Linked DNA regions of Sus scrofa: region 2 is linked to region 1. A link is a contact called in public Hi-C data. All regions are on one chromosome and are shown on one strand. The core of a region is the stretch at or near the end of the contact, and the rest is flanking DNA. Distances in the headings are between cores, read along the strand shown.

What was found. Hi-C and Micro-C count contacts between places; a contact is called where the count stands out from the background.
Region 2: a contact with region 1 is called in a Hi-C map of liver, with 5 times the contacts expected there. The contact joins the promoter of C1GALT1 here to the enhancer-like site in region 1. A contact is called at or near these places in 1 of 5 promoter capture datasets (liver) and 5 of 47 Hi-C or Micro-C datasets (heart right ventricle, liver and skeletal muscle).

Annotation. Positions count from the first base shown.
Region 1 is chr9:77,447,020-77,449,972 of Sscrofa11.1, forward strand. All of the region lies in intron 3 of LOC102161092 (a long non-coding RNA gene), which reads right to left. Among named protein-coding and RNA genes, the nearest start is that of C1GALT1, 61 kb to the right of the region's middle. Within about 2 kb of position 1,457, at least 6 of the 83 cell types and tissues checked have an H3K27ac peak or open chromatin away from gene starts, as enhancers often do. A contact at or near this core is called in liver, where this site is marked.
Region 2 is chr9:77,507,911-77,510,863 of Sscrofa11.1, forward strand. C1GALT1 (glycoprotein-N-acetylgalactosamine 3-beta-galactosyltransferase 1) reads left to right here and starts at 1,432. Exons shown (of 5, transcript XM_021063389.1): 1 at 1,432-1,668. It overlaps LOC102161092 (a long non-coding RNA gene), which reads right to left and starts at 1,334. Exons shown (of 6, transcript XR_002335827.1): 1 at 921-1,334; 2 at 231-304.

The DNA.
Region 1 (2,953 bases), core at 207-2,706:
GGGTTAAGGATCCGGCGTTGCCGTGAGCTGTGGTGTAGGTTGCAGACGCGGCTTAGATCTGGCATTGCTGTGGCTCTGGAGTAGGCCAGCAGCAACAGCTCTGATTAGACCCCTAGCCTGGGAACCTCCATATGCTGCGGTTGTGGCCCTGGAGAAAAAACAAACAAAAAGAAGCTGAGATTACCTCAGTTCTGAACAGCTTTCTAGTTTGTGTGAGACCCAGGTGCACAGGATTCTGTGAAATATCTCTAACACTAAATAAATCTTCCTTGCTAATAACTATGCTAGTGTGAGCGGGTATCTTTTTCTTGCAACTAAAAAAATAAAAATCATTAATTTTAATATCTTGGTTTCTGTTTTTTAAAAATGCAAAGAATTATTAACAAAGCTATTGTCGACTGAAAAAAAAAAAAAAAAGCACAACCTAAACGTTGAGAATTATGTTTTATTTGGCCAAAAAAAACTCAGGACTTCAGGCCAGAAGACAGCTTCTCAGATAGCTCTGAGGGCCTTCTCCAGACAAATAAGGGAGCAGCCAAGATATATAGGAGTTTTGCAACAAAAGCCAGGTATCCAGAACATAGAAAGTTTACCATTAAAAGAAACCAGATATCTCAAGTTAAGGAATTTAGCGCTTTTTTACATATGGGAAATGTAAGAGTCCTCGCTCAATGAAATCATTCCTTTGATATGCACCTTGACTATCTAGGAGTTGTTTCCTGTTTTTTTTCCATCCTGAATTCCCTCAGGATGCAGAGTTGGGGGTGGCTGCTGGCTTGATGTCTGTCACATCCTTTGTTTACCCATATGGCAGGCAATATTTTTCCACTACACTATACATAAAAATGAACATCTTTATCAATCAATACACAAATTAAAATGTCAGAGAATTATAGGGTTTTTTTAAAAAAATCATCTGGTATAATGTTGAGTCTTTACTAATCCTTGACTGTTTTTAATCTTCCACCACTAGAGTAAAAATTTCTTCTGGGAAAATTCAGTTTTGCAGTTTCAAGAGTCAAGGGTCACAGAGTTCCCATTGCAGCTCAGCAGGTTAAGAACACGACATAGTGTCTCTGAGGATGCCAGTTCAATCCCTGGCCTTGCTCAGTGGGTTAAGGATCCAGCGTTGCAGTGAGCTGCAGCATTGTTCACAGATGCAGCTCCAATCCGGCATTGCTCTATCTGTGGTGTAGGCTGGCAGCTGCAGCTCTGATTCAACCTCTAGTCTGGGAATTTCCATATGTCTCAGGTGTGGCCCTAGAAAGGAAAAAAGAGGGGGGAGCAAAAGATCTAAAAAGACACTTCAGTAAATAAGATAGCAAGTAAACATATGACAGACAGTAAACATGGAGTTCCTGCTGTGGTGCGATGGGATCGCTGGTGTCTCTGCAGGGCCAGGAGGCAGGTTAAGGTTATATCCCCAGCCCAGCACAGAGGGTTAAAAGGATCCTGCAACAGTGCAGTGGTGGCAAAGGTCACAACTGTGGCTCAGATCTGACCCTGGCCCCAGAACTCCATATTTCAAGGCAGCCAAAAAAAAAAAAAACGGAGTCAAAGGTCAGGCATGAATTTTCCATTGTAAGCTCTCCTATAAGAGCTCATGCCAACAACTAAGGAAACCTAATGCTTTCTCTGCTCCCCTTTGTCCTTTTTCATCTTTCTCCAGACCTTCGATGTGCTTCAACATTTGTTACTGTGAAATCATCTTACTTTCATACTATTTCTCCAATGGATCTTGATCTTTAAGGCTAGAGTTTATTCCTGTTTTTATATCAAGTGGATGAGATATACCATGGGTTTGGGGAATATGTATAATTTATATTTATACATATGAATATAAATAACATGTATGTATATGTATATTTATAGTTATAAGTATATTCAATCAGAATAAAATTATTTAGCACACTTAAATCCTAATTTTGAAAGAGTTATCAAAGAATTTCACAATAGTCTTTCCAAGTGAGTTCCTAAATACACAGGGACCATGGTTTTTAATTCCCTTCTACATTGCTTCCAAAAAGAAAAAAAAAAAAAAAAAGATTTAGAGTTGTGTAACCTTCAGCTGTCCAATAAATAAATGTAGCTGAATTGAATCATTTCAATTATGAAAAGAAAATTACATTTGTGCCAAGTTTCAAGATGAAAATATGTTAGAGCAAAGTTGGGAAATGACAGTAAAATTTTTTGAGTTGCAGAAGTCAGCAATTAAGAGCAATATTCCAAAATAAGCACTGCCCATCTCCTGTGAATAAGCAGTTTATTTTGGCAACTGCAGAAGCTTGCCTTGGGTGGATCCATAATGATCCCATGCCATTGCTGTTTTCCTCCAGACTAGTTAGAGATCTGTTTGTTAGCTAGCTAACTGATTGCTACAGCTAAAACAAATATGTTTCATATAATTCTCAAACATTTTTTCCACTTTAACAAAGTTTATGTTCATAAAAGAAAATTCTGACAACTATGACAAAGTTGGAAAATGATTCAGAGATCCATCATCCAAACAGATCCACTCTTTTTTTAATATGTAATACAAAGAATTTTATATAATACATCTTTTTTTCTCCTTAGTTTCATTGAAATGTAATCGACATACAGTACTGTACAAATTGAAACCAAACAGCATAATAATTTGACTTACATATATCGTGAAATAATTACAAGTTTGGTGAACATCCATCACCTCGTATCGACACAAACAAAAGAAAAATTAGAAGTTCCCTTCATGCCTCAGTGGTTAACAAACCCAGCTAGGATCCATGAGGATGCGTGTTCAATCCCTGACCTTGCTCATTGGGTTAAGGATCCGGTGTTGCCACGAGCTGTGGTGTAGATCACAGATGTGGCTCGGATCCCGAGTTGCTGTGGCTGTGGAGTAGGCCGGCAGCTGTAGCTCTGATTCGACCCCTAGCCTGGGAACTTCCATACGCTGCAGGTGCGGCCCTTAAAA
Region 2 (2,953 bases), core at 182-2,681, 61 kb after region 1:
ATTATAAATTTCACTAAAATTGAAATAAGACCCTTGGGGCATTTTGTCTTGTTTTGCTTTCCATTTGGAACACTCTGACCTCTGAAGGGTCTCTTTTCCTGCTACATAGTGGCTGTAGAAGGGAATATGGGAGGCTGGGCGATAATTACAAGTTGAGGAAGAGAAAAGAGGGTGGAGGTAAGGATATAAGAGAGAAGTCTGGAGGCATGAGCCAGAGAAACAGCACTAACCTGGACGTCAGATACTTGCACTTCTCTTCTAGATCAGGCTTTTCAGTTTATTTTTCTGACCTCAGCTTTCTCATCTGAAAAATGAGAGGTATGGGTAAGAATCACTAGATGTTTTAAAATTCTTTTGGAAGATTCTTTGGGATCTTATAGTGGCACATCCCGGTAAACTGCACTAAAGCTGAATCTGAACAAATTAAAGGAGGGGAAAACAACCATACCTTACTAAATGTTGTTATTATTTCTCCCAAGCACATTAAGTAACTTGCCAAGTTTACCGAGCTAATAGGTGGAGGGTTCAAGATTGAGGCCACAGCCCCTAGGCAGTAAAGAACTACTGAGAAGGGCATTAAAGGAAGCAAGTTTGCTTTCTCACCCTCAAGCCAGGCCTTGTAGATGATGATTAACACCAATTAAACCCAGACATTACCCCCACCTGCTGATTGCTGTGGGGCAGCCTCAATCGCTCCAGGGCTCCTCCCTCTAAACCCAAAACAGTTTTCCGATACAAAATCCCTTTACAAACTAAAAAGTGACGGGGGGTGGGGAGCGGGGGTTGCTGGTAAAGCTCCCAAGAATTCCAGCCACTGCCTGATAGCACTGAAGTAATGACGGAACTAAAGACCACGTGTGTATGTATGCAGGCTTCGTAGTATCACTAAGTTGGTTTTCAGCCCTTCCTAGTTCACATACCTGGTTATCCAACACCCGTTTGTATACCTCATCTTGTTGTACTTCCTTTTAATAAGGCCAGAGATACAGACTAAGGACAGTCGGGAGAAGGGATAAAAGCAGTAAAAAGAAAGGGTTAAGAGCAGGCTAGAGGCCCTAAGACTCCTGCAGGGTAAGAGCCTGCCCCTCAGACAAAGGTCCCTCAGGTATCCGCAGCCTCAGTTCCTGCTGCTTTAATTCTTTCAAAGGTCCGGAAGCCACTGCAAGACCCTATAGCAGAACGAGGAAGGCTGAGGCCACCCGTAAGGAGCGGATAGAGGGCTGCGACTATTGCTCGCAGAAAACCCGACTTCCCAGACCCCTTCGCACAGGGCGGGGCGTGCGCTCGGTGGCCTATCCCCACGCCAGCACGTCGCCGTAGCCCCGCCTCTCCCTGCCCCCTCGCTCCGCCCTTCCCTGGGGCTGGTGCGGCAGCGGCGACGTCAGAGCTCGGAGACCCCTGGGTGGCGGCTGCGCCGTCGGCGGGCCGCGGCCTGGACGCGCTGCGGGGAGGGGCGGAGCGAGCGGGCGGGAGCGAGCGCTGGGCCCGCCTCGGCCGCCGCCGCTGCCGCCGCCGCCGCCGGGGAATAATCTGGGCGGCAGCGGGCGGCCCCAGCTAGCAGCCACGAGCCACTTCTGCGGCTGCCGAGAAGAGCGAAGGTCGCCGGTCTCGTGGCGTCCCCCTCTCTGCCCCCCAGGAGGGGCGAGAGGGAGAGGAGGCTGATGTCAGGTACGGCTGGCGGAGGCGCCCTTAGGCTGCGGGTCCAAGGTCTCTGTTCCCCTCGCCCTCCCCCTCTCGGAGTGTGCGTGTGGGGGGAGCGTGGAGGGTGAACCCAGCCCCCAGCGCCACCAAACAGGTGTCTCGGAGTCGCCGCCGGGGCTGGGCAAGTGCGGGCTCCGGAGGGAGGCACGGGGCACTTCCTGCTCCCCGCGCCTCTGCGAACTGCCATTGGGGCCGCCTGCCCTCCGGGCCGCTATTTTGTTGACAAGTAGCCTCCTCTGGGTCGTGGATTCTTCCTTTTTGCCCTCTCGCTCGCCTCGTTTCCTCGCGCGCTGCCTGCCGTCGGGTGGCGACGGTGAGGCGCCGACTGCGCTGGAGGATCGCGCGGCTGGACCATTTAGCGGTCCTGCCCCGCGGGTCCCGCCCCGCCCCCGCGGACCGGCGGGCACTCAGGTGTGGGCACCTTCCGTGAAAGCCGCCGGGCAGCCTCACCGCCCCAGCGCCCAGCGAGCCGGCGCCTTCCGCAGGTGCCGGGGGACTTCCTCGGGGCTCTCTTGGATCATCAGGTTTGTCTGTGGCTGACTGGGTCTTTTAAATTTCCCTGCCTCTGGCGGAATGAACCAGGCAGGTGTGTGTTTAGGTACTTGATGCGTGGAGGACGGACGAGCAAAGGAGTTTTTTCCTTCCACTCTCCATTCTCCTACAAGGTGTGCTGAGATTAGTAGGTGCTGACAAAAGGACCTTATAACTCTAAATTAAAATAAATTGTATATTCAAAAAAGAGCGAAATTTAGGAGTGGTTATTCTTCCCCAGCTCTTACCTTCTCCCTTTATTTTTTTAAATGACAAAACAGCTTACGCTTTGGAGAAGTTGACTAGGTTTATAATCTAGTTCTCTTAATTCTTTGTGGTTATTTTTAAAGCCTTTCGGAGTGAAACCTAGAATCCTAACCGTGAATTGATTTCATCGTGCTTTTAAAAGTTAGTTATAAAGTTAGAACTTTAGTGCATCAGAGTGAGTAATTAGGCCGTTGTGACAGAAATATCTTCATTTACTAAAAGTTGGGCGTTTAACATAGATAGCTCTACCTCTGTGCCAGGAAAAAGTGTTGTGCAGGATTTCAAGTTACTTAATCCTGATATTACTTTAGACAGTGGGAATCTGAGTTTTTAGGACGTCTAACTTTTTGCAACTTTCCACAATGTTATCAGATAATTATCAAATGAGCCTTATGCACATGATGCTGTGTGTTCGAAGTATTATGTATAGTAATTATTTTGTTTTCTATCAGCC